Linked DNA regions of Mus musculus: regions 1, 2 and 4 are each linked to region 3. A link is a contact called in public Hi-C and promoter capture Hi-C data. All regions are on one chromosome and are shown on one strand. Each heading gives the region's core, a stretch centred on a gene start, on an enhancer-like site or on the middle of the called end of the contact. The rest is flanking DNA. Distances are from core to core; before and after follow the strand shown. Region 1 holds the start of Spred1 (sprouty protein with EVH-1 domain 1, related sequence). Region 2 holds the start of Kif18a (kinesin family member 18A). Region 3 holds the start of Arhgap11a (Rho GTPase activating protein 11A). Region 4 holds the start of Lin7c (lin-7 homolog C (C. elegans)).

Evidence for each region. Promoter capture Hi-C pulls out the DNA fragments that hold promoters and counts their contacts. A called contact is a pair of places that touch in the nucleus more often than the background predicts.
Region 1: a contact with region 3 is called in a promoter capture Hi-C map of pre-B cells. The contact joins the promoter of Spred1 here to the promoter of Arhgap11a in region 3. A contact is called at or near these places in 2 of 39 promoter capture datasets (hematopoietic stem and progenitor cells and pre-B cells) and 1 of 484 Hi-C or Micro-C datasets (B cells).
Region 2: a Hi-C map of cardiomyocytes shows a contact between it and region 3, with 10 times the contacts expected there. The contact joins the promoter of Kif18a here to the promoter of Arhgap11a in region 3. A contact is called at or near these places in 1 of 39 promoter capture datasets (pre-B cells) and 2 of 484 Hi-C or Micro-C datasets (CD4 T cells and cardiomyocytes).
Region 4: a contact with region 3 is called in a promoter capture Hi-C map of pre-B cells. The contact joins the promoter of Lin7c here to the promoter of Arhgap11a in region 3. A contact is called at or near these places in 1 of 39 promoter capture datasets (pre-B cells) and 1 of 484 Hi-C or Micro-C datasets (B cells).

The regions. Positions count from the first base shown.
Region 1 is chr2:117,116,629-117,123,543 of GRCm38.p6, reverse strand. Spred1 (sprouty protein with EVH-1 domain 1, related sequence) reads right to left here and starts at 2,473. Exons shown (of 7, transcript NM_033524.3): 1 at 1,788-2,473. The coding sequence starts at 1,819.
Region 2 is chr2:109,276,603-109,283,834 of GRCm38.p6, reverse strand. Kif18a (kinesin family member 18A) reads right to left here and starts at 3,097. Exons shown (of 17, transcript NM_139303.1): 1 at 2,942-3,097. Mettl15 (methyltransferase like 15) reads left to right here and starts at 5,545. Exons shown (of 6, transcript NM_029790.3): 1 at 5,545-5,642.
Region 3 is chr2:113,845,492-113,852,928 of GRCm38.p6, reverse strand. Arhgap11a (Rho GTPase activating protein 11A) reads left to right here and starts at 4,268. Exons shown (of 12, transcript NM_181416.3): 1 at 4,268-4,968. The coding sequence starts at 4,840.
Region 4 is chr2:109,889,069-109,895,934 of GRCm38.p6, reverse strand. Lin7c (lin-7 homolog C (C. elegans)) reads right to left here and starts at 5,057. Exons shown (of 5, transcript NM_011699.3): 1 at 5,014-5,057; 2 at 1,352-1,470; 3 at 756-827. The coding sequence starts at 5,050.

The sequences.
Region 1 (6,915 bases), core at 1,224-3,723, 3.3 Mb before region 3:
TACCAAAAAAAAAAAAAAAAAAAAAGGCCTGTTTTGAAACAATATATTCTACATTTGCTTTAATCTACACCCATCATTTGTTCTTTGGCCGAAGTAAGGCAATACTACTTTCTAAACTATTAAAATGGTAAGACATCTTTCCCCATCTCTAAAATAGATCATAAGATTTTTATCCCAGCTGCTTTATTGCAAGATACTAATAAAAGTTCCCGTCATTCCCTTCAGCATTTCCGCAGTTTTTCTCAGCCCAGCATTGAGACAGGGTTCTTGATCTGGCTCAAAATAGATCTAGTCTGCGGAAGGCAGTGACAGTGTACTGCACTGTGAATGGACAGCCAGGTATTTTATGAATGGAGGCGATCACGTGATCCCAGCACCTCCCCGAACTGATATTTCCCACATAACTGTGTCAACATTCTGAGAACTGGGGTAGTTGTTTGTGTGTGCGCGTATGTTCCAAATTTTAATCTAAAACTTCAAATTCTCCTCACTTCCTGAACCCAAAAATCTACACAAGGACAAACAAGCTTCGAGTGGTTTTCTTAGGAAAGCCTTTCAAGTTGTCCAAGGTGATGGATGTTTAATTATTTTTTTTATGAATGAAGTGTGCTATGCAAATGAGGGCGATTCACAAAAAGAGAGAACATGGCGGCCACTTCTGCTTCTAGACTGCACTGACTGCAGCAATCCACCTCCTTCCACACCCGCTCCTCAATGCGTGCTTTTCAAAGGGGGGGGGCGTTGCTCGGCATTTTTCTGCTATTTTATGGTAAACGGGCCTTTAAAGCCTTCTCGAAAAGATCTGACTTGAGGAATGCACTTTATTTAAAGGAATGCATCCTAAGGACTAGACTTCATTTAACTCTTCATAGCCCTCCAAATACAAACAAAAATTGAATTCAATTACAGAAAAAACAGACACCAAAATTCGGCCCCAAATTAACTCTCAACAGGAAACTCTTACAGCCCCATTATTCCTTCAAGAGGCTGCTACATTAAAGCAAAATATTTAAAAGGCACGGTGATTCATTTGGAAAACCTAAGGACAGTCCAAAAAAGCAAAAACTTATGGATCAAGCTCTGATGAAGTCACCAACGCGTTCGGCAATGTAAACCGTACTTTATCACAGACGGAAGCCAAACCCTAGCATTCAAAATTTTTAATTACTCTGTTCTTGATTAAGACGGGTTCAATACTCTCGAAGGTTAAAAAAATAATAATAAAAAAACACAATAGCTCAACATCGCCCACACTCCAGGTGTCCTTAATCCTATTTAATTCTTAAAATGTTTCCCTAACCCTATCTTTTTACTAGAATAGTATAGGTCATAAGTTTAAAAAGTGGGGCGGGGGGCGAAGGCTTAATCGGTATTTAGGAGTCACTGAGTCATCGAATTAGGATTCAAGAGCAGTTTGCGGCTGGAGGTGCTCCCACACATTAGTTTCCGAGCGAAATAGCTGTAGAGGCAGGGTGGCTGGATGTTCAAGGTGTTTGGGGAGGGGGGGCGGGTTTGACGCCGGAGTGAAGGGCAGGCAAAGGGTAGTTTCTACTCCACTTTGAGCTACCCACATTATTACTCTGTCTCGGAGACGTCCGACTGCTACGCCGCCTCTGCACTGCACTCGATACCCTTCCCCAAGCAGAGAGGCGAAAATGCACGAATGAAAAGGGGTGCTGCCATTAAAGAAAATGGCCCGACACATCGGGCATCTATCACCTCCCGGGCGGGACGGGCTGGGGGGAGGGGGCTGCCCCCCGGGCTCAACCAGGCCAGGGCTCGCTTACTCGTTGTCAGAAGTCGCCGTCTCCTCGCTCATCTTTCCCTCACCGTGATCCGATCAGGAGATGGAGGAGCAACAGCAGGCAGGGAAGCAGCGGCAGCGGCGGCACCGAGGGGCGGCGGGCGACGACGGCCGGCGGGGCGCGCGGGCAGCGGCTCGGGGGCCTCACCATGGTGGATGCCTCACTCGGAGCGGTGCCCCGCGAGCCGGGCAGCCCGGCCACCCCCGCAGGGGGGCGGCGGCAGCAAGCGCGGCCGTGGCGACCCCAGCGGTTTGCCGCGCCGAGGTCGAGTGCGAAGCCGAGACGGCGCGGGCGACTGCGGGCGCTGAGGGGGACGCGGCCGGTGGCTGAGGCGGTGCTGCTCTCAGGGGCGCGGCGACGGGCGGGCGGCGGGAGCCGGCGGGGGGCAGCCGAGCGCTGGCTGCGGGAGGCGGCGCGGTCCCGCCGAGGTGCCGCGCACCATCTCCCGCCTGGCCGCCGGCTGCCCGCGCGGCGCGCCTGGTCGGCCCTCAGGGGCTGCCTCGGACGCGCTCCAGCTGAGGGGCCGCAGGCAGGGCGCGAGGCGAGCGTCGGAGCCCGAGGGCACAGTGCCGAGCGGCGGCGACGAGGGCCGAGATCAGCGCTGCTCGGCGGCCCGCTCCTCACGCCCGCGAGAGGGGAGCCGCGAGGGGGGCGGCGGAAGCGCTCACGCCGCCCGCTCCTTCCGCCGCTCGAACCGGGGGCGCCCGCGGGAGAGGCAGGCGAAGTAGTCCCTCGCGACTTCTGGGCCGCCGGGGCTCGCGCGGGTGCGGCTGGGCGGACGTGGGGCGCGGCTGCAAGCCGGAGGCGCGGGGCCTCTGAGGGGTCGGGGGGAAACCTAAAAGCCGCGGCCCGCAGTCGAATCACTGCAGCTCTGGATCGTGGGCAGCATAACAAGTTTCAGGAAAGTAGTTCCCTCCTCCCCTCGCTTCCCAAATCGTCGGGCAGCGGGAGCGGGGCGAGGAGGGTGGCGGAGGGATATGTCGCTGCACTGCATCGCGCGCGTGTGCGTGCGCGCGCTCCAAACTCTTGGCACGCCGAGGAAAGGGGGCGGGGGTGGGAGCTGTGAGCCGAGCTGCTCCGGGACTGGCATTGTTGCGACGCTCAAGTCCCCGTTACTCGGCCTGGGATATCCGGGTTGCCGGGACAAGCGGGCAGCACACCGTGTGCTCGGGGAAGAAATCGGGAGGCCACTCCGTACTGCTCAGTGCGCGTGCACGCGCGCGCGTGTGTTGTGTTTTTCTTGCAAAGAATGGAACTGGCATGAGTTCATCTCTTAGTGGGGGTTACAGGCCAGGACTGCAAAGCGAGCTCCTCCTGCTGTCCCTCTAGTTGCATTGCTGCAGTTCCCTTGCTTCTTGCACAAGGGTAGTTGTGTGCGTGTGATGTGTGTGTGTGTGTGTGTGTGTGTGTGTGTGTGTGTGTGTGTGTGTGTGTGTGTGTGTAGAAAGAGTTGGTTTCAATACCTCGCAGCGCGATCCTCACTGCGCAAACAGCATGCAATGCTGGGCATTCATCTCTGGAAGCACGAGTGCTTGTTAATGGAGAACGGCTTCCATTGAAGCCCGGGGTAGGCGGGTTACATGAATCTGGCGCATCCAGCAGCACAGGAAATAACTCCCGCTGCGAGCGAGGTTGCATAACTATAGCGCAGGAGAAGCCTGTGTGGCACGAACTTTGGCGAACAGAGGCGGAACGGTTGTTGGATAGGCAGCTGTCACGTTTGCATTGTCAGAGGACAATGTATGCAATCATCCCAAAAGATCTTTTTTGCACAAGAACCTTCTAAGGTTGAGGGCTGGAGCCTGGGATCTTTGTGACCGGAGGGCTAGGAACTCCTAGCTCTATAAATTCTATTATCTTGTCTCTAAGAAGTCAGCTTATACACAAGATGGCCTGGGGGACTGACTCCCTAGCGCTCCTAAGTTCCTGTGGCGTCTCCCTAGGCGGTTTTGCGATAGGCTTTTCACTTTGTTCTCAAGTTTACTTAACCCCCGGGGAAGGAAGCTTCCTGTTCCAGCCACCTTGAGAGATAGAACAATTCCAAGGGAAGAAGTCCAGCGGGCCTCCTAAGGAAACCGTCACTCTTCAGCCAAAGGTTTCCAGGAAGCCTCAGAATTGCTGCTCTCCTCCGAATGAGTACACACTAATGTGCTAACAGTACTGTGCACATAAGAGTGCCTAATGTGTGTTTGACGAAGGAATAAAGGCGCTAACCCAGCCAGCCGTGCACCAAAAACCCATACCGTGGATCACTGAGGTTTCTTTATATAACTTCCAGCCGCGTCTGCAGGATTGTTCATCTTAGGAACAAGTGGGGATGGGAAAAAGGAGTGAGTGAGTGGAGCGTGGGAAGAGATCTCCACTCCTACCATTTTGAACTTGATCTTAGGATGTGAAGAACCTGAACTCCAGAGTGTAGGTGCTAGTCTGTTCTCCAGGTACTAACTGGCTTTGCCCGCTCATGTTTAAATCCGGGCCAGACTGGCAGCTAATGTGGAGGCTGGGGTAGGAGGATTCCAAGTTCAAGGTCTGCCTGGGTTACAGAACCAGTTCAAGGCTAGCCTCCTTAATTTAGCAAAACCCTGTCTCAATATAAAAATTTAAAATGAAAAGGGGGCCAAAGTTCTAGCCTTGTAGTGGAAGGCCCGGGGTTGGAGTGGGAAGAGGTAGACTTGAAACCCTCGGCTAAATCCCCAGTACTGAGGTGGGAGGGGAGAGCTTGATCGCCCAGAGCCTGTTCTTAAGTAACTCACTTAAATTCTGTCTAGTTTATGTGGCTAATAAGCATCTATTTCACAGAGCTTTTATATGGATTGATGGGCTAGCAACACACATAAAGCACTTAGTACAAATTCTGAGGTGGTAGTATGTCCAGTTCTCACTATAATTTTATAAAACAGAAGTTCTAAAGCCCATGTCAAAGTGATGGCATGTGAAGGTTAATTGAAAAGCACTCGGCATTGTTCAGTCATTCAACAAATAACCATCTGTCGTTTCCTGTGCACCCCAGTAGACACATGGCCTGGCCCTTGGTAAGCCATCAACAGTGATAACCATCAGAGTTATGATTAAGGACAAAGGTAGCCATTTGCAAAGGCAGCTTTCTCTTTTGAGGAGACACAGCTGTCTGAGGCTCCTGTGCAGCCCAGAAATCATCAGAACTGACTTTTGGGTAAGATGAGAAAACTGTCTTCATCCTACACCAAGTAATGTGCTGTACACACACATACATACATACATACATACATACATACATTCATACATACATTCATACATACATACATACATACATACATGAGAAAACTGTCTTTATCCTACACCAAGTAATGTGCTGTCCACACACACACATACATACATACATACATACATACATACATGAGAAAACTGTCTTTATCCTACACCAAGTAATGTGCTGTCCACACATACATACATACATACATACATACATACATGAGAAAACTGTCTTTATCCTACACCAAGTAATGTGCTGTCCACACACACACACATAATACATACATACATGAGAAAACTGTCTTTATCCTACACCAAGTAATGTGCTGTCCACACATACATACATACATACATACATACATACATACATGAGAAAACTGTCTTTATCCTACACCAAGTAATGTGCTGTCCACACACACACACATAATACATACATACATGAGAAAACTGTCTTTATCCTACACCAAGTAATGTGCTGTCCACACACACATACATACATACATACATACATACATACATGAGAAAACTGTCTTTATCCTACACCAAGTAATGTGCTGTCCACACATACATACATACATACATACATACATACATACATACATGAGAAAACTGTCTTTATCCTACACCAAATAATGTGCTGTCCACACACACACACATTCATACATACATACATTCATACATACATACATACATACATACATACATGAGAAAACTGTCTTTATCCTACACCAAGTAATGTGCTGTCCACACACACATACATTCATACATACATACATACATACATACATGAGAAAACTGTCTTTATCCTACACCAAGTAATGTGCTGTCCACACACACATACATTCATACATACATACATACAGAGAGAGAGAGAGAGAGACTGGTCAACAGCCTAAATGAATGTGTAGGTGGTGGTCAAGCTACCAACTCTTTTAAGTTAAGATCCTTCTGTGTCCATTTTAAGAGGACCTTGCAGTTCCCACCACTTACCAGTAGTTGACGATCTTACTTACCTTTAATATTATATATTGCCCACTCAAGTTTCAATCATTCTAGGCCTGACTGACACACCCCTATGATTCGAGCTGATGTAGAGGCTGAGGTCAGAGGATTGCAAGTTCAAGGACTGCCTGGCTTACAGAACCAGTTTAATATATATTGTACATTAAAATATTGTTTAACTGTGGAACAGAAGTGATCTTACAAGGATGCTCAGAGCCTAGTGCCTGGGTTTTGAAGTATAAAAATACAAAAGATATGTCCCAGTGGCGTGGGGCTAGAAGGCCTCTGCTGCTGCAAACTCTTTAAGCGTCCACCTGGGGCCCAAGCTCCAGGACATTGGATGACTCGATGCAGAGTTTGCTACTGTGTGGGCCTGAGAGCAGTCCCACTAGCCTCGGAACCTGCTCTTGGTATTGGTGGGAGAAGTGGGTGAGCTGGTAGAACTCTTTCATCAGTGGAAGTCTGATGGCAGAGCCTTGCAACATCTTCATCTACCTGGTAGCATTTGCAGTCCACTATCATGTGGCTTTATCTCAAGCAGTAGTCTCCAAAATGAACACCAATCAACAATGTGACCCAGTCCATCTGTCTCAAGATTCTGCATGTAAGTCCACAGACTTGCCCCATGGGACTACCTTTGAAGACCAGGCTAAAGGGCCTGCAGAGCCTTCCCCTGATTTGAACTGCCCCTGCCAGTTACTTCAAAATAAAAGACCAAAGAGATTGAGAACTCAAGATTGGCTACAGGTAAGTGTGATCGTTTGTATATGCTTGGCCCAGGGAATGGCACTATTAGGAGGTATGGCCTATTTGGAGATGTGTCACTGTAGGCGTGGGCTTAAGACCCTCACCTTAGCTGTCTGGAAGTCAGTCTTCC
Region 2 (7,232 bases), core at 1,848-4,347, 4.6 Mb after region 3:
CATGTATGAAATACTCAAACAAAAATTAAAGACATGTTACATGTATATCTCATTGTGTTGATAGTCTCAGTGTTACAGATGCTGGTCTTCAGTACCTGGGTTTAATCTGACCTCCCTCAGCCTCCTCAGTAGCTGAAACTACAGATGTGTCACAGTGCCTGGTTTTTACATTTTGATTATTCTGTCTGCTGTAGGTATTCTAATAAGAAAATTGGACTGTGAGTGGAGCTCTGTGGGAGGGCACAAGTCTTAGGTTCCGACACTAGCATGGAGGAAAGATGGTTTATTCATTTTCTTGACTTTAGAGAGTAGGAAAGATGTATGATTCTTTAAAATTATGGTCAATCTTTCATTGTTTAAAACGATAAAATTAGAATAAGGATGGGACCAAGCTTTTAAAATAGTTAATGAGGATTAAAGAGTTTAAAGCTAATTGGAACTTTCTATAGTTATTTTAAAATGCAGTAAGGATTCAAGTGATACTTGAGAAGAAATTTTGACAGTCTCTTAAAGGAGTTTTAAGAAGTACAATGTCAAGTGTAACTTTGTGTCTCAACCTGCTACAGATTTTAAGATTGATCTTATTTCCTATTCCTCTTTGTTCTTTAGCTAGGGCACCAGAAAGCAAAGATTCCCTTCTCCTACATTAAAGTGATGTTTTCTTTTTCAAACATGGCTAAAAGTCTGGTATCTAGTTGATTCTATATCAAGTACAAAGACCATGTTTAATATGAAACAGATAATTGTTATCTGTGGAATAGGATGAAGATTTGCAAATTCTTTTTGGACAATGCTTTGAGAACAGTATAGACCCTGATCAATTAAGTCATATTCCATCTTAAATGGTATGCTGTTAAAGAAGAAACAAAAGAGCCAGTGGTAAGATTTTTTTTGGTGGGAATAAAGTAAGTCTATAGATTACAGTAGACTATTGATCCATTCCTGAAAGACTGAGTATAAAAGAGGATGATGAAGGGGCTCTAACTGGCAATATTCAAACTAAAGAGCAAATGGTATTTAAGAGCCTTTCCTGCTACAAAATTGTATGATTAATCTATATGTTAGGAAATATAAGAAGAAAAAGAATGCTGAAATGACGGCAAATAGGATTATTATTTTAAACCTATACAGTTCTCAAATATAAATAATAATTAAATTAATAAAAGTATATAAAAATACATAGAATCCAAAAGGTAATTTACTCATGTATAGGCCCTGAGAATTTTCTACATAAAAATTAAAATTATATACTTCCTTTAAAAAAAATAAAAATACTTAGGTGGCATTAAGGATTCTACACATTCTAGATATACACTGTCATTATACATATATCACGTAATGACTGCAGCAATAAATTAATAGTCTGCCAACATGCACTCCCCTTCCTGTGAATTGTTATTTAGTTGGTATGTTTGGATTAGAATCTATTACCCCACTCCCCATCACTGCTCACCTCTGTGTTTTTCCTGGAAGGAGTGAATTATGAAATGTAACTTGGTTTTTTTCCTTTTGTTTTTCTGATACCATACAGTAAGTATTCTTAATGAATATGATTGAAAGGCTTTCCCCAGGTCAGTATGGTGGTAACAGTGATGCTCACATGAGTTACTCTCTGCCAGGAACCATGGCAGACACTTCATACCCAAGTCATTCAACGCGCATAATAACTATGCAAGGTTGCCTCACATACGGAGGAACTTAGTAATGTTTCCAAATGTTATTACTAATATGACAGAAAGCGGACCCAGCTACAAATCCAAATCTCATGACTGAGAAAAAGAAAATGCTTCCAAACAGGTGTATAGAAGCACAATGACATAGCTACGAATTATTCCCAACTCAGGTAGAAAATTCTGATTCGACATGGTTTAGAACAGGGACCTTGCCTCATTTACAGTTTCTATCTGGCTTAAACCTTTCTGTCAGTCACTGATTTGACTGCCTTACTAACACGAGGGAAGATTATCAGTATTGGTGGTGGGCCAATTGTTTTTCTATTGCCTTTCATAGCATTAACAGCATAGTCAATTTATAGTGTCTATTGAAAAGTATAACTACAGTGGGACAAAATGCTCTTTAAAATAAAAAAATCTTAAATATCTGTAAATACTGGTTCAATGAGAATACCTCTCAAGGCAAATCATTCCTGCTGACTGAAATAGTTCTTTTCATACACTGAATTCAATAGCAAGTACTATTTATTAGCTCTGTGGGATTCATATTCTCTAACATCAAAGGTCAAGAAAACCTTCCAAAACCCAAGGTAGGAACTGGACAAAGTGGACTGATGTCACCAACAAAATTAGTTCTACTCCAGTAATCCCCATTCATATTATAATGAGCAACAGTCAGCATTGGCTTTTTTTGTACTAGGCAAGGCAAATGAGCTCCTGCTGAAAAGGCTGCAGAAACTGCAGGATTAGAGGCTGCTTTCTGGCCTCCTGGCACTTTTTTGTCTTTGTTTCTTTTTTTCCGTGACCTTCAGCATCACAGGTGAGCAGTCAGGGCCGGTTTTGCTTGAGGCTACAACTGGGCTCCAGACTGACCTGACAGCCTCTCTGCACAAAAGCTCCTCCCATGAAGTAAAGCCCAGAAGTCGCACACTCCCATGTGCAGCCCAAGCAGGACACTCTGAATTTGGAATCCGGAAGGAACCTCACGCTCTAGGAGGCTGAACTGTGAGCGTCCTCAGTTTAAGTCTGAGAAAGGGACCAGCTTCCCCTCGGGGTTCAGTGGCGAAGCCTAGAACCTCGGTGCTGAGAAAGGCTCGCCTTGTCATGCACACTCGGTAGCTCCGGGTCTTTCCAAGCCGCAATACCGAGGGGACCCTCGACCTGCATCGCCCGCCGAAAGCTAATTTGTCGCCTGACACCGGATCCTCCACTCCGGCGACCCTCGAATCAACCCACGCGTCCCCAGACACAGCGCCCACCTCACTCACCTACAAGAAGTGACCGTCACAACTTGGCAGAGTTGGCTTCCAGGCGCTCCAAACACAGCCACAAATTCAAACCCAAGCCAGCTTCCCCAGCTATCCATCTCATTGGCTGCCGTTCGGATGACGTCAGCACGTCAGACGTTTTCCTGAGCGACTCGCAGTTTGGCGCCAGAGGCTGGGCCTCAGATGCCGGAGGAGAAGTTACTTTCCTGGGCGTCGCCGTGGCAACGCGCGCGGTCGTTTCCGGCAGCCGTGACGGAGGTGGGCGGAGCTCGGGCGGCGGTGCAGGTGGGAAGCAGCCACCTGGGATATTTAGTATTGCCACAGTCCTAGGGTCTGGGGTGCCCTGGGCTTTGGGTGATGTTTCTCTTAGGGGGAGAGGCGGAGTCTGCGGGCCTGTAAAAGGGCCTGGGTTATTTTGTCCTTTTTCCCTTTCTGATTAGTCAAGTTCCCAAGGATTAGGACTCAGGCTTTGGAAGGTATGGTGCCTCCATGTGAATTAATTACAAGTCCCAAGTCTTCTTTTGTCAGGGTTTCCTGGCCTGCTCCCGTTATTACTGATTAAAAATATTTGGTATTTGCGAAAATATTTGCTATTTGCCAGCATTTAACATGCTCCAAGTATGACCTTACAAACTAAAAATCACTTAAATATATTGGCCTAGTCACATTATTGGATCATGGGCTTCTTGTTTCAGATTGCATTATTTCTGAATGTATACATTAGAAAGAAAAATGCATTAAAAACATAGGGAATATTAAAAAATTGGCAGGGTATTTTATATTTGTATTGTTGGCTAGGCAAGCCTTTTATCAGTTGACATTCTCAACCCTTTAGAAAAATTTAGTAGTACGATCTGAATTACATTGTTATTGTTTATATGACTCTATTTAGTAAGCAACTCTTACTTGCAGATTTTAGGAGCATATTAGTACACACTGAAGTCAGCATCCCTTCCCTCCTGGAGTTTAGATTTCTGTAAAAATAGGATGTTACAGGGCAGAGGATTTATGCATGTGTCTGTCTATTGTCTATCTATCTATCTATCTATCTAATCTATTTTATATTTTTAAACAAGGTCTTGCCCAGTAGTCATGGCTGGCCTGGAACTTGCCATGTAGACACAAATGGGCTGGAACATATAGAGATCTTCTTGCTTCTGCTTCCTGTGTGCTGAGATTAAAGGCATAGGCCACCACACCCAGCAGTGCAGAGTACTATTAGTCACATTTTTACGTTGAAATCCCATAGATTATGATTATGTCTTAAATCTACTGAAGAAAATCAGGAGAGTTGCAAATTATACATTATTCTTTGTTTTATGAATTTTTTCTGAGCCCTGGAGAGTGCGTCAATAAAGTGACTACTTATTTCTTATTATAGTATATGTACCAACTAATGCCATCATCATTTTTGTGACATTGGTTTGGTAATAAAAATGAGGAGAGTTTGCAAGGCAGTGGTGGCACACGCCTTTAATCCCAGCACTTGGGAGGCAGAGGCAGGCAGATTTCTGAGTTCAAGGCCTGCCTGCTCTACAGGGTGAGTTCCAGGATAGCCAAGGCTACACAGAGAAACCCTGTCTCGAAAAAAAAAAATGAGGAGAGTTCATTTTGTTTTAAATATTCTTTCCATATATAGTGCTTGACCTTTGGTGTCTCAGGCATATTTTTAACCCCTTAAACATTACCTTACTTTATTCTCAAAACAGACTATAAGATATAAACATATTGTTTTGATTTTATTAGGAGAAAACTGAAGTGTTAGAAAAACTTTTATAGGGAAGTATTTCTCTTGTAAAAGAAACCAAGTCAAAATTAGCCATTTGTTTTTAAAATACTTTCTAGGTCAAGTGACTATAATATATTTTAATTTAGTTTGAAAATATGTTTATCTTGTTATCTTGAAAAATTATATTGGTAAATGACTAAGTAGGCATGTACATTCCATCTTTGTCTTGTTTTGACATTCACACTATATAGGCTTCTTAGTGTTACAAGTGTCGCCACATGTAATCCCAATACTACCCATTTAATTTCACTTCTGCATTGCACTTGCTTGATAGCAGGGTTCCACTAATGAGATCCATACTCTCCAGGAATCATACATTTGGTTAAAACAGAGAGGTTTTAACAATACAACCAATACTATTATTGTGCAGTTGTCAACTCATGAATTTGGCAGAAGTAATAACAGGACGAGAGAACCTCATGCTTTTTAACAAAATTAAAGAGTCGGGGTAGGGGACCGGAACTTCCCAAAAGTACAGGGTTAAGAAGGTTGAAATTTCCACCTTTGGTTAGAAATTGGATGATGCATGGAGCCATTATTTTATAGTAGACAGAAAATTGAAAGTTACATTTAAACTTTCGCCAGACATCAAAACAATTCTTAAAGCAAGCAAACAAACAAACAAACAAACAAACAAACAAAATAAAACCCCCCAAAACCCTTAAAAGTGAGATCTTGTTTTTCCAGGATGATCTTTTGGAAACCCCTGACCCACAACACCCTTTCAAAGTAGGTGCTGGGAGCAGCGGAACTAAAGGCAGACACACTTCAGTTGCTCCGACGGAAGGACGAGGGCCGTCTGTCCGTTCTTACAAGTTTCCCCCACTCGGGACTTAGGTGTACGCAAACAGGTTCTTCTGCGTTTTAGCATCGCGGCCGGCCCAACTTTTTTTGTTGTTTTTGTTGCCTCAGGTGAGGAGAAGTCCCTAGTTCAGGGTTGGAGACAGGGCACTTTTGGTGTTGAGGTTGTGGGGAGTGAATCCCCCGCCTGTGAGGAAATAAGCCCCTCCCCCGTCCCCTCCGGTGTACTGCCGGCCTGGCTTTGGAGAACCCCAGCTTTCCCACCCTTCACTTTTAAGATTGGCCAGGGAAGGCTGAGATCCTTTGACTAAGGGGCGCATCCTCCCTTTTCCACCCCCCCCTCCCCGCCTTAGCCCCCGCCTCCAGCCCCCTAGGTCGCGTTTCTAGCTTTAAAATTAGATTTGTAACTTTTCCTCTCGGGACTAATAGTAATTGTTAGCATCCTGAAGGAAGTTCTATTTATATGGCTCCTGTTTGTGTTCCCACAATTGAACATGGCCAATTTTGTGGTTTCCAGGACTTCAGGGAACCTTGCCCATGTAGAAAAGCTAAATGACCCAGTAACAGTGCATCTGCTTTAGAGGCCAGGTTTACTGACTGGCAGTAAATTAAACAAGCTCACAAGATTGCGGAGAGATCTGCTTTTTTTGGTAGTAGACTGGGCTACAAAGAAGGAATTTCCTTTACAGTTTGAACTCAAAAGATTTTTTTACGGCACGATCCCAACAAGGAGGGTTACTACAAATAATCTAAAAACTATATATAAATAATCAACTATTTGTAACCCCTTCTCCATGTTTACCTGGGTTACAAGCTATATATATATATATATATACACACACACACACACACACACACACATATATATGTATATCTATATACATATATACTTAATCTTGAATGTAGTTAAATACATGAAATTTGAGTACAGTAAAGAATAAAATGCCAGTAGAAACAATTTGTTGTCCATTTTTATTGCTTTACCCTCACATTGTTTTGAGGTTTTTATTGGCAGCAGTGCTTCCAAAAAAAAAAAAAAAACCCAAACAAACAAATAAAAAAAAAAAACAAAAACAAAACAAAAACAAAAGTCAAATCTGCACAAGGGCCAGCTCAGTGGTTACTTGTGTTCTGCTGGGACCCTGAGTTCAGTTCTCAGCACCCACATCATCCTACTTACCGCTGCCTGTAACTGTAGCTGGGGGTGTGGGGGTGTGGGGGTGGGGTGGAGGAGACACAATGCCTTTGGCCTCTGTGGGTACTTGCATTCTTGTGTAGCCCCAAATATAAAAATCAGTTATTAAAACTGGGCATAGAGTATAGCTTGTTTATTCCAGATTCTATTATTTTGCCTAAATACTGTGTGCCCTTACTTAGGTATAATTCTACTTAGGTATAAACTCTACTTAGGTATAATTCCAAGGTATAGGAGACTGTTTCCATTAACAATATAATTCAAGAGATACTATATATACACATAGTTTATGTACTGTACCTTTAAATTGCATGGTTACATTAAATACTTCCATTAGGTTATGTTTGTAACACTGAAGATAAAAGATTTCAGGCTCTGAAGATAAGCCTCTTGCATTACAGTTACAGTTATGGCTCTGACTATGTGGCAAGCTATTTAGTTTCTTCAATGTGTAATATAGGAATAATTATGTTTAACTCCAAGAATTGTGATAATGATCAAGCGAG
Region 3 (7,437 bases), core at 3,019-5,518:
TTCCTAGCCAAATGGATGGACCTGGAGGGCATCATCCTGAGTGAGGTAACACATTCACAAAGGAACTCACACAATATGTACTCACTGATAAGTGGATATTAGCCCAAAACCTAGGATACCCAAGATATAAGATACAATTTCCTAAACACATGAAACTCAAGAAAAATAAAGACTGAAGTGTGGACACTATGCCCCTCCTTAGAAGTGGGAACAAAACACCCTTGGAAGGAGTTACAGAGACAAAGTTTGGAGCTGAGATGAAAGGATGGACCATGTAGAGACTGCCTTATCCAGGGATCCACCCCATAATCAGCATCCAAACGCTGACACCATTGCATACACTAGCAAGATTTTATCGAAAGGACCCAGATGTAGCTGTCTCTTGTGAGACTATGCCGGGGCCTAGCAAACACAGAAGTGGATGCCCACAGTCAGCTAATGGATGGATCACAGGGCTCCCAATGGAGGAGCTAGAGAAAGTACCCAAGGAGCTAAAGGGATCTGCAACCCTATAGGTGGATCAACATTATGAACTAACCAGTACCCCGGAGCTCTTGACTCTAGCTGCATATGTATCAAAAGATGGCCTAGTCGGCCATCACTGGAAAGAGAGGCCCATTGGACACACAAACTTTATATGCCCTAGAACAGGGGAACGCCAGGGCCAAAAAGGGGGAGTGGGCGGGTAGGGGAGTGGGGGTGGGTGGGTATGGGGGACTTTTGGTATAGCATTGGAAATGTAAATGAGCTAAATACCTAATAAAAAATGGAAAAAAAAAGAGTTCAAAAAGTCTCTTCTGAGACTTGTAGAATCCAAAATAAATTCAAGACCACTCAGCCCCTTCCCCCTCTGAAGGAACTTTTCAAACTATACTAGCAGGCCAAGTGCAGAGTCTGATAAGGAAGCTGGCTGACTAAACAATGCTGAGAAAAAAACCATAAGGGCAGGCAGAGTGAGGGACTAGGCCAAAGGTAGTGACCCTATGCAAACCAACCAATGCCTGAAAGGGTTACTTGCTGCACCAATTAGAATAAGCCAGCTAGCCTTGTTGCATAAATCTGCTCCTTACAAGGTATAAAAAGTGTGTTCTTTGTTTGTTTGGGGTCTCTCCTCTTGCCTGCGTGCTGGGGGGGGAGGTTCCCCAACATGTTGGATCAAATAATAAAAACCTCTTGTTGGTCTCTGTGAGTGAGGGTCTTTTGGCGGACTTCAACAGACTCAAGGTAATTGGCTAACTGTAACCCTTTATAAAATCCAAATTAAAAAAAGCAGATCACAAATATCAAACATTCAATGGCACATAATATACATTACAATTCCAAAAAGAGGGGGTGGCAGAAGAGGCAGAGTGAGGAAATACTAAACCAAAGCAAGACCAAAACCTAGCAGGACAAACTCCAAATGCTACGTCTCTATGCCTGATATCAAAGCCCTTTTCAGCTCTTCAACTCCTTTCAGTTTTGTTGAATGACAGGAGCGCACTTTGTTCTCTCTCCTGGGCTGGTTCCACACCAGCTCTGCAGCTCTCCTTGACAGGACTCCCATAACTCTGACATCTCCAACATCTTGGAATTTCCAACACAATTCAGATTACATCAACAACTTCACACAATGGCCTCTCTAGGCATCCATGTAGAGACATCCTCCACATATGTCTGGCCCTAGTGACTTTCCTTAGTTATTCCATAACTCCTGTCTCGTATCCTTGATTCTAAAGCCAGAATGATATGGCTAAAGTTAAGAATCCCTGTGTACCCTTTCTTCAATTACATTTACATAAACTTTCTGTTATTGAAGGGGTCCTTTGCTTTTGTTTAATTCCTTTTCACAAGTTGAAAGTTTATCTGGGTGGGACCTTTCCTTAAAGTCACTACTTCCTTTATTCTATTTACCACCAGGCTTTCTTTAAACATTTTATCACCTGGAGCACTAGACTTAGCTCCAGTACACTCTCTTTTCTTCTCAAACTGTACATTTTGCACTTCCCCTTGTCCAGCTTGTTCCTTTTCATTATATATCTGCATAAGAGTGACCACTAATAAACACACAACACAATCAATACTAAGTTGTCTTGCAGTCTTCTTGGTCAATGCCACTAATCCAAACCTTTTATCCTTGGGCAGATTTTTTTTTTTTTTTGAGAAAGGCAGAAAGCAGACACATCCTTCCACAAAATGTCATAATATTTTTTGTTGTTTTAAAAACAAAATCTCAATCATCCTGTTTTACTAAATGAAGACTCAGGAGCCAAAAAACCTACTAACTCCGAATGGCAGAGAACGCACCTAGCTGACCATCCTACTCAGGGACATCCCAAAAGGAAAAAGCCTTTCTCTTTCTCCATGGTGCACCTTTCAACTCAAAGGACGCTTCTGTTTATTTATTTATGTTCACTCCCTGTCAGTTTGGTTACTTGCTTTGCCTCTTGACCTAGGGTTGACTTTATTTAGCTCTGGATTAAAGGTGTGTGTTAGGGCTGAGCCACACCACAAGGTTTTTCTAGTTCACAATCTTGGGTTTCACAATGTGTTCAAATACCCTGAAACACTTCTGCTTCTCTGAAACCTCTTGGGCTGGGCCATCATCATCTACATTGCTCTCAGCACCATTGTGTTCCATGTTCCCAATAAGAAGACCCAGTAATATCCATTTCAAATGTTCAACTACCTTTCTAGTCCAAAGTCCTAACATCTACCATATTCCTATAACAGCATGGCCAAGCCTGTCACAATGATACCCTACTCCCTGGGACCAACTTCTGTTCCCAATTAGTTACTATCAGTGTGATGAAGCACTGACCAAAAGCAACATGGTGAAGAAAGAGATATTTAGCGTTATATATTCACATCACTGTCCATCATTGAAGGAAGCCAGGAAAGGAACTCAAACAGGACAGGAACCTGAAAGCAATAACTGATGCAGAGGCCATGGAGGAGTGCTACTTCCTGATTTACTCATTATAGCCTTCTCAAACTGATTTCTTACAAAACCGAAAACCACTTGCCCATGGATGGCACCACTCACAATGGGATGGGTCTTCCCCATCAATTACTTAGTAAGAAAATACCCTACAGCTGGAACGTGTGGCATTTTCCTCACTTGAGGTTCCCTCCCTTCAGATAATTTTAGCTTGTGTCAAGGTGACATAAAAACTATCCAGTGCATACATACATGGATGTAAATAGAAAGCACTATTTAATATTCAAAAGCTAACCTAAGCACCTTAAAAGGAATTCTTAGCCATCGAAGAACCAGAACAACGTGGCCTAGAGAAGGATATACACAACATAAGTTATTTTTATAGTTATGACTGAATGCATACACATTCTCTCTCTCTCTCTCTCTCTCTCTCTCTCTCTCTCTCTCTCATGTGTGTGTGTGTGTGAGAGAGAGAGAGAAAGAGAGAGAGAGAGAGAGAGAGAGAGAGAGAGAGAGAGAGAGAGAGAGAGAGAGTAGGATTACTGGTGTTTGGAAAAGGAAAGGCAGCTCTGGGAAACAAGAGGAGAAGGTGATGTCATGCATTTAAATCAGACAGCTGAGGTTTCAGTAATGGCAATGGCAAACAGGACTTCTGGTCCTTTAACCAAGTCCCACAGAGGTAAACTATTGCTGCAGCTGCCTCCTACAGCTCCGTATTCCTCCACTACTCTCTCGTGACAAGTCATCTTTGTTGTGCTTAATTACCTTAATTACCTTATGTAAGAAAATTTAATAATACCACCAGTCTCCCAAAGAAGGACCAATGGCTCACAGTTCCAATTCCCTTCTAAGACCTTGGGTCCGGGTCTCAAAAACAAAACAAAACAAACAACAACAACAACAACAACAAACGGCGTTTGTGATTCATAACTAAACTTGACTCCTCCCGCCTTCCGTAGAATCGGTTTTCCCTATGACGGGACCTTTAGCTTTAGTGGAGAAATGAAAGGGCGGAAGTGGGGGGAGGTTATGAGCTGTCTATTCGGATCTCCGAAGTATATTGTCCGAAGAGCAAAGCAAACATATTTGAACACGTTTTTGACATTTTTCTTCCAAAGAAATAGGCAAAGAGAAAGAGGAACTCACTCTCTTCACATTTCTTAACCCTGATCTCAACGCTCGCTGTGCTTTCGGCTTTGCCGGAACCTTTTAGACAGGCAGCTCCTGGCCACCCCAAAGGGTCCTCATTTTGAAAACAGGAGCGGGCCAATCGGATGCGGAGCGCTGTTTGGCGCTGGCATTTGAGCCACTGCTCAGGTGCGGTCGCGTCGGGTCTGATGTGTGCCGAGAAGGTGGGGCGCTGGCGGAGCCGAGTCACTAAGCTTTAGCGGGCCGGGGCCACAGGCAAGGCTGATGGGCTAGGGGAAAGGCTGCGTGTGAGACGGGGTGACGGCGGGGACCAGCCCGGGCAGGGACCGGGACTGGGGATCCCTGAGCAGCCGGCTGGCCCGGCTGGAGGGAGTAGCTTAAGGTTGCATTTCCATCTCAAGAAATCAGAGCGGGGAAGGCCACCCTGCGGGGAAGAGGATAAGTGGAAGTGTCCGGAAGCGAGAAACTAGCTGCAGGCGTTAGTCTGGGGAAACGGAAGAGTCAGAAAAAAGGGAAGTTTGTGGAAGTAACTGACAGGGCTGAGCGACCCGGAAAGAAGGCTGGTGGAAGTGAAACAAGAGTGAAGAGAGGCGCGAGAGAAGAAGGTCTGTGTAAGTGGATCGAGGGAAAGTGGAGGAAGAGTGCCAGAGGTGGCTGGAAGGCAGCGGAGCAGAGCGAGCCTGAGGGCGTTTGGCAAGTGGAAGAGTTGGTTGGTGGCAAAGAAAGTCAGGACCCGGAGTCGGCCTCGGAGAGTAGGCGACGTGTTCGGGATGTGGGATCAGAGACTGGTCAGATTGGCCCTGCTGCAGCAGCTTCGAGCTGTCTATGGCATTAAGGTCAAGGGTGGCCGCGGTCAGTGCGATCGCAGGAGACATGAAACTGCAGCTACGGAAATAAAGGTAAGTTACAACGTGTTGGGACAAGGGCATACCCATTTTATTCTGGATAAGAAAGACACGTGGTTAGAATGCAGTCTCGGTGGTGATGATCAGACGTGCCTCCCTATGTTGCCGTGGGTTTTTGTTTTGTTTTACAGTGCTAGGAATAGGATACCAGGCTCCCTACTTAAATACTGTGCCACCGATCTGGTAATCTGTCGTGTTTTAAACAAGCAGTATGTGGGGGAGGGGAACACACTATCCTGTCAGGCTGGGGTGGGCAGTCAGAACATTTCAAACGAATCATTAGGGAGACAGTCAGGCCAAGTTTAGAAATAGGCTTCATAGGATCCTTCTGTATCCAGCAATTTACGAAGAGGCCTGCTGCCCGACATTTTCGCAGTTTCTGATCTCTTTAGCAGAGTAGACATTACCCACCCAACATCAACATTTGTCCTTGACAAAACAAAGCTGTTTTTTTAACAAGCAAATTGAGAAACCAGAGTTGGTTGAAGTTTTTTGTTTTGTGTTGTTTTAATCACTCACTTTTGCTAAAGTCTCAGGATCCTCACCTCCACCCCCTGCTCCCCAGTTACTTTTGTGTGTGTGCACTGTTGGACCCATGCCATGCTATGCCATGCCATGCCATGCATCTGTGGTCAGAAGGACAACTTGCATGAATTCTCTCCTGTTTGTGGACCTTGGAGATCAAACTCAGGTTGTCAGGCTTAGCAACAAACGCTTCACTCGTCTAACTGTCACTGGCCCAATAAGCTGTTTTTTTGATTTAGTGGTAGAGGTCAAGAGATTTGGGTTGAGATCTTATCTCTAAGACTTTGTGAAAAACTGAATAAGTCATTTTAAAGTAAGTAGGAGCTGGGTGGTAGCACACTCCTTTAATCCCAGCACTTGGGAGGGCAAAAGCCAGCCTGGTCTAGGGAGTGAGTACCAGGCCAAGGCTATACAGAGAAATCCTGTCTCAAACAAAACAAAACAAAGGTATGTGAGTAATTTATTACTAGCACTTTGTAGTATTTGAAGACAAAAAGTTTCCATAATTTTGTATTATGTATTCAGGCTGGCCTTGAACTCACTAACTGATGCTGGCTAAAGCTCTTGATCCTCCAATTTCCCCCTCTCTGGTATTGTGATTAGAAAGGTGTATCACCACACTGACTTAATGTTTGTTTATGGTTAAAAATTACGGTGGATACTTCTGTTGGTAAAACTGGCTTTCCACAACCTTAAAAATGGGTATTTGCTGTTTTTCTTTCATTCCTTAACAAACAAATCCCGACCCTTGCCTTTAGAGACAGGCAGGAGTTTGACTTGCGCTTTGCAGTTAACTGAATGTGGACTGCTTGTTTATGCTCACTAAGCTCCCATCTCTGTTCTATAAAGTGGTAATTCCTGGTAAGTTCTGTAGGTAAGCCTGACACAGTACCTTTCACTTGCCTCCTTTCCAACTATGATAGTTACCCATGTCCTAATTAACAGTTGTATGGTATAAACTCATCTGTGAATGCTAGTGACAATCTAATGAGATGCAAATTTCCTATAACACAGTGACATAAGATCCAGGCTCAGATATAAGAGACAGAGAATGTTAAATGGCTTGATTAAGATTGCACAGCTAAAAGTTAGACAAAGCTAGCATTTGAAAGCTGGCAGTCTTGCCCGTGGGAGCTAATTTTTAATTGTTCTTGACTTGGTGATCATTTTGCTTAGAATATTTGTCAAACAAGCCAAGCGCTAGAGACAGGACAGTAAAATTTCATTTCTGGGTTGAATCAGCAATGCCTCATGGTGCTCTCCAGCAGAAGGACCTGAGTAGCAAGCAATCTGGAGAGCTGGTGCATCTCAACTAAACCAGCAGGAGTTAGGTGCACTGACGTAATTTTGAGTGTGCAGGCATATACAGGCTTGACTTTTTCAATCCATTGTAAAGCCACAGCTTTGTAATTAGTGACATGGTTTTAAGAAATTCATAGTAGGAGCACAGTGGCAAAAAGCACCAAAACCGGGAGAGTACTTTGGGAATCCTTGGTGTTGAACTATGAATGTATGTTCTTAAAAAGTGAGTCTGGAGGTAGCTAAATGAAAATTGCCTTAAATGTTGCAATCTTGGTCTTGTGTACCTCAGGACATAGCTGCAAAGCACTTTGCTGTACAGCGTGGAAAAGGTAAAAATCAAGGTCTCAAATACCCACATCTGATGCATTTTAACAAGTGCTCAGATGCGGCAGGAACTCAGGAGTTACTGCTTGATTTACCAGCTGACTTGGTCTTTTGTGTAAATTGGTATTTGTAGGATGACTAGAGAGGAGTAAAAATAAGGTCACTGAAGAAATGTGTCGCGTAGGGAAGGGTTAATATTTGGAATAAATCTGGTCTAAGCACTAATGAGGTCAATGACTGGCTGAATGCGCTAGAGTATCTGAAGGCAGTGTTTTAATCTTGGTGTCTTTTTACTCAAAACATCTAGCATAA
Region 4 (6,866 bases), core at 3,808-6,307, 4.0 Mb after region 3:
GGCTTGCCAAGCAGACAGATGTATAGACATTAAGAGGGGACGCTCTCCCGGAGAATGCCAACAGCACTGAGCTGCAAAGCAAAAAGACTGGTTTCCTCAGGGCCATGACACAACCTACCGAGGTAAATGTGTTCTTACGTCAAGTAATTGTACCAAACAGTAAATAATAAAAATATCAGGAAGTGACTCAATAATGAGAAAGAAGGAGGCATATAGGCCATAGGGATGCTTTTTGTTGCTTCAGTCAAGTATCTAGTTACAACTGAAAAGAAAAAGATGAAACAGTTCCATCCAATTATATTCAAACACAGGCTTATATTCTGTTTCCTTCTGCTTTTAAAGGCCCCATTTTCAATATGGATGCTGGATAGAAAAACAAAAATGAGGAGAAGGGAGGGAAAAGACCCAATACCAACTACTATTTCTGAAGTACTGAAAAAAGCTAAGGCTCACAAGCTTTGCAAAGCCTAAGAACCACACCAGTCAGAGACAACCAAACTTCCTCTTGGGGTGGGGTGAAAGCAAGCAAGCAGTTCTGTAGCACAGGCTGTCGTTAAACTCTACACCTTCATGCCTCAGCCTCATGTGCTGGGGATGCAGGGATGTTGCCAAAACTTCAAAATGTTTTTCTTTTCCTTCTGGAGACAGGGTCTCATTTAGCCCAGGCTGGCACCAAACATGTTAAGGAGTCTGTCCTGTCTGCCTCTGCTTCCCAAACGATGGGATCGCAGGCATAGGCCATCTCTCCCCTTTACCTTTGCAGTTGCATTGGCTCTCACTTCAGGGCTGCTGCTGATGTCCACCGTCTCATAAACATGTTCGTATACCTGCAAAACACTCTATGTTTGAGTCCTCTGCAAAGTTAATATGTTAAAATTTTCCCAAAACAATTATTTGTCTTTATAAAATGTAATGCTTTCTATTATAAATTTCAAAGAAAGTTCTCTTTTTGATGGTGGTGGTGGGGTACTGAATCTAGGATTTTGTACATGTTAGACAAGGACTATGCTATAACCCCTGCTAAAAATTCCACAGAAAAACGAAAAAGAGAGAGGGGGGGGAGGGTGAAGGGGGGGAAGTACCAGTTCTAATGTTTCCTTCCCTCCCTCATCTCTTCTCTTTTGTATTTCAGGCAGGTAGGTCTGTAACTATGTAGCCTAAGCTCATAGCTGGCCTGTATGTAACTCATGGAATTTCTCCTGCCCCACCTTGCTGAGTATTGGTATTACTGGCGTGCTCTGCCATGTCTGGTACTAGTTTATTCTCTACAATATTTCTGAATCCAAATTTCAGTGTATTTCTGTAGCTAAGTAACTCAAAATTTGAGAAAATACTGATTACGTTAACTCACCTCTCTTACAGCATTGCAGAACTCACTCTGAAGGACTCTTTGCAAAGCCTGAAGTTTCTGTGGCGGCACCTCTCCACTCCTCTGTAATTTCTCCAACAATTCAATTGCTCTGCAGATATCTACAGGGAAACAAAACACAAGTGAAAATTCTTGCTAAAGATTCTCCTCATTCCGTTAGAGCTTTATAGCGGTTAAATGAACTCAAGGCTAGTCAGGCATTGTCTCCAGTATGAATACTCTTCCCTTCAGAGGCTGAGGCAGGATGACCATCACCTGTTAAGGCCATTTTGTGCTTCAATGCCGCCTCAAAAACAAAGCAAAACAACCAAAAAATAAAAATAAAAAAATCCAACCAACCAACTGAAACAGCAAAATACAACCAAATCCCCAAATTCTCCAAAGATGAAGAATAAATGGTAGAAGGGGAAAAATCTTTACATTAGATAAGAAAAGCTAAAATACTTAGTCAATAAAAATTTACCTGATCAACTCATTTGTAACCAAAGCAGGAAAAAACAAAAAACGAAGAAAAACAAAAAACAAAAACCCAAACAAACAAAAAAACCCAAAACCAAAACCCAATAAAAACCCAAGAGACCATGTGCTGACTTCCTGAAGGGAACCTTCAGATTCTTCAGTAACATGTGGAAATGCAGCTAACTGAGAGGTTTGCTAACAGTGTTTTAACTCAGACATGTCCAGATAGGGTTTACAAAACAGGAAGGAAAAGGAAAAAACGAAAATAGCTTTATCAACCTGGTCCTAATGCTTGTGACCTCAGAAAAGTTTCCTAGCCTGTTTTATGGTCTTTCACTGTAAAACAGCAATAATACTGCCTTCCTCATATGGGGAAAGGAAATAAAACGCTTTCACAAGCACAGATGTATGTCTCCTTGGTATGGATTAATTTTAAGAAATATTAAGCCGGCCAGTGGTGACGCACACCTTTAATCCCAGCACTTGAGAGGCAGAAGCAGGCGGATTTCAGAGTTTGAGGCCAGCCTGGTCTACAGAGTGAGTTCCAGGACAGCCAGGGCTATACAGAGAAATATTAAAGTATTAGGGGCCAAAGACATAGTTCAGCACTTCCTGAATCCTAGCACCCACTTGGTCATCTCACAATTACCTAAACCTCCACGGACCTGACACCCTCTTCTGCCACGCCCCTCTCCAAAGTCTCCCAACATATACAACTTAAAAAGAAAAAAATATGAAAGAGCTACAAACACACACACACACACAGACACATTTAGCATATTAGATAACTGTCATTGGGAATGTAAAAAATGTGAACAAAGAACTTTAGAAAACTCAACTTCATGTTATAACACTATTAATCACAATCTCTGTTCTGAGTTTTTTCCTAAGGTTTTTCTGAACCCCAGCCTCAGTATATTCTTATTGCTAATTAAGTAGCAGTAAATTCTAATTAAATTTAATTAAGTAAGTTTGAATTGTGCTCATTTGGCTCCAAAGGTTAGGATACCTTAGAGTCTATATAAGTCTATATACTATCCTATATATTCTGATCCTTGCATACTTTGACTTAACTAGAGGAAAGTTTTGATTTCATGCCACGTTAAAAACCGGACATTTAGCCGGGCGTGGTGGCGCACACCTTTAATCCCGCAACAACAACAACTACAACAACAACAACAACAACAAAATACCAGGCATTTACTTCACAGAATTAGTTAGGACTTTGCATTTGTTTATGAAAAAGTCCAAATAAACTTAGTAGAGAAGCAAAAAGTTGATTCAGTTTTAGATAATAAAAGTTTAAACTGCTATTAATCAGTTAATCAAACAGACCAGCTTTGCTCTGATGTCCCACCACCAGAATGGCTAGTAAATGTTGTTTCAGCAGTTGTTGATTTACAGTCACAATACATTATCCACATTAAAATCCTACATATACAGCTGGGAAAACGGCTCAGTGGCAGAGTGCTCACCTAATATGTACAAGGCTCTCAACTCAATACAACATGGTGGGAAGAAGGAAAAGAGGAGATAGGAGAGGGTAGAGAGAAGGGAGACACTTAGAAATGAGTTAAACACTCTATACCAAATATATGCTCATTAAGTTTGTGCACCAGTGAATTGTGCTTTGATGATTTTGAAGCAAACAGGAACTTGGTCATATGTACTGGTATTTTGCTGTGGAATTGTACTGTGGAACTTTTGAGAATATGCTAGGTCTGTTAGAATTCTTGATCAGAATCGGACTTGACACCAACTGCCTTGCTTATCCTGCTAACTGGCAAAAACCAACTAGGACTTCATTCCTACCAATATTTTGAGCTTTCTACTGTTTAACTGAAAAACTTCCTAACAGCAAAAAGCAGATGTCAGAGGGAAAAGGTCCACATTTTGTGCTTCATTTAAAGATACAAAAGAACGCCATCTTGTTTGAAACTTGCAACTCTTCTGGTTAACACCAACAGATTTGTTCCTGTGTAACAATGTGTTCAAAGCACATTGACACCGTAGTACTTGAGGGGAAAATGACACAGCTGTAAGCCTACCTTATTCTTTCCCAAGCTACCCTGTCACAAACAAGTTCATTTATTTAAAAAGAAACAAAAGGCTCCCATGGTCACTACAATAAAAAGCAAAACGAATCATAATCAGCACAGTGTGTGAGGAAAGAGGTTCTATTACATACACAAATTTTATAAAATGATTTCCTTCTTGGACGATATTGAGATTATAATTGTGAATACTAAATATATGCAATGTCAAACTCCATCCCAGGCGATGTTTGCCAACAGCACTCGAAATGCTTAACTGGTACTTTCTGGTTACTATGACTACCGAATTGTACAAAGCTTGTTCCAGTTGTCTGAAATTTAAGTTGGGGCAGAACAGAGTACAATACTGGAAAGCTGCAACTGGACCCTGGGAGAGTCTTTTCACAGGCTTCTCTTCAATCGGGTTGGTTTTTCTTGGCTGTTTGCTCTAAGAAGCAATCAACCAACCAGGTTTCCAAGTGTAGGGTTTATGAGTATGGAATTGCATGGCACTTAAAAGTGACTTACAATCAAATCACTACTCCACCTAGTTATGTAATCTCCTTCCCAAGATCAAGTCAGTTGGAGGGTTTTTTTTTTGTTTGTTTTTTGTTTTTGTTTTTGTAAGCATCCTCTCCGTGGCTGGAGGGGTGCGAAAGTTAGGAAAGAGCAACTCAAAGCCCGGAGGCTGTGGTCACAGTACTGAAGGAGTCTGAGTTTTAAATGGGGGCGAGGGAGTTTCTGCGGGAATGTGTCTGTGTCGGCCAAGTGGCAGAACCAGGCCAAGAGGCCACACTGATCTGTTCGCGCACACTGACCGTAGACAGTGCCGGGCTGCGTGGTGGCCTCGGCTTTTAGGGTCTATGAAGCTGAAAGCCGATGCTGCGGTGCGGACCCAGGGAGCGCCCGTGCCTACAGCCGTGGGCAGGCCGCTGAGCCGTGCTGTGCCCGCCGCCAGCCTCAACGGCCGGCTCTGGCGAGCTTTCAAACGCCAGCCAGCGCCCCCCGCGAGCAGCGCCCGGCGCCGAGGCCGCCGAGGGCTTCCGGGGCTCAGCGTCCGGGTCACCTTGCCTCCGCTCCGGCCCGCAGGCAGAGCGGTTCGTAGTCTCGACCCGCCCCACCCACCGCGGCCGCGACCCCCGCCGCACTCACCCCTTTCCAGCCGGACAGGTTCGCCCAGCGCCGCCATCTTCTCTTCGGAGGTGCAGACCCACAGGAAGTGACGACAGAGGGGCCGCGGTGGACCAGGCCGAGAAAGCGGAAGGGCGAGGATGGTAGTAACGCGAGAGCTAGAAGGATGCGGGTAACTACGCAGAGCGGTAGCCGGGGACGCTTTGCGACCGACGGGTGGCCTCCTTTCGTGGGTCTGTGCTCGTCCACTTCCAACAACCTGAGGTTGAAAAGAACCGATGTCCCGAGTGTCCCCTGCCTCGGGGAAGTCAGGACCTTAGTTCCGGCCCTTACCCGACCGACGGCAGCCTCTGACCGTCTAGGCTGGTTTCCCCATGTCCGAGTCCTCTTATAAATTCTTAATATCCTAGCTTGATCTAATTTAAAAAATTTACAATTCGAATTTTATCTAAAACTCTCTTTGAGCAGAAAGGTGGGAAAAAAAACAACCGGGAGAGAACGCTTTGGTATACACGAAGTATTGTTTTTAGTTAGCCGATTCAAAATCTGCTTGTGAATGAAGGATGAAGCATAGATTTTGTTTTATGGGTACATTTTGTAATTTGTAAGAATTTTTATATTAATGGGTGTTTTGCCCTTATGTATATCTGCACCATTTACAAACCTGAGGCCACAAGAGGGCATCTATTCCCCTGGAACTGGAGTTACAGATGGTTGAGACCTGCCCTGTGGGTGTTGGGAATCTAACCCCAGGACCCCTGGAAAAGGAGCCAGTACTCCTAACAGCACTGTCTGTCATCTCCAGATCCTCATAGGGCCACTCTTGAAGACTTGGTGGACCCAAATATTTTTAGTCACTAATTTCAATGAAATAATTTTTGTGAAACTTGGATTTGGGTAGCAAAGATCATAGTCCAGTGTTAAGTTTGTAACACCTGCACGACAGGATTGTTTTAATAGCTGGTTGCAGGTGACCCATTCTTTCCGTTGAACTGCAGTTTTCTACATGTTGTTATTAGGTAGTTGAATCCCACCACTGGGCAGTAGCCTTCAAGCTTCCTCATGCTCCATACAAATGACACAGGTTTTCTTGGCTGACAGGAGCTATTCTTATGAGCTGGGGTTACACATTACTTACTTTTCCAGAGACTCGAATCTGCAGACTTGTACAAGCTACACAAATCTGAGCTTTATCTCTATCTTCTGCTCCTTTGGAGTAGTCTTTTTCCATGTCTTTGATGATAAACACACAAAAAATCCCAGAATTCCAGGCTTACGCAGAAGACCATAAAAGTTTCCAGAGAATAAAAGGTCACCTTCTAAGGACTAGAAATTGAAACAGGATGCACTTTCTTTCCTTAACACAGCTGGAAGGACTCTGCAAGCTATAAAACTGTTACAGAAAATTGAATAATTCTCAAACTAGAATTCCCTCCTTGTTTTCTAGAGCTTCCATAGTGAAGTATAACAAGCGGAATGTTTTAAAACCACAGATAATTGCCTCACAAATCTGAGAGCTACAAGTCAGGAATAAAGGTACTATGTTCATTTCTAATCTACAGGAACCCTTCCTTGTCTCTGCCTGGCTTTCTAGCAGTTTTCTGGAAGTCTCTGGTGTTCCTGACTTGTGCTACTCAGCATCTTAGTTAGGGTTTTACTGCTGTAAACAGACACCGTGACCAAGGCAAGTCTTACAAAGACAACATTTAATTGGGGCTGGCTTACAGGTTCAGAGGTTCAGTCCATTATCATCAAGGCAAGAGCATGGCAGCATCCAGGCTGGTATGGTGCAGGAGGAGCTGAGAGTTCAACATCTTCATCTGAAGGCTGCAAGTGGAAGACTGACTTCCAGGCACTTAGGAAGTTGCTGTGAT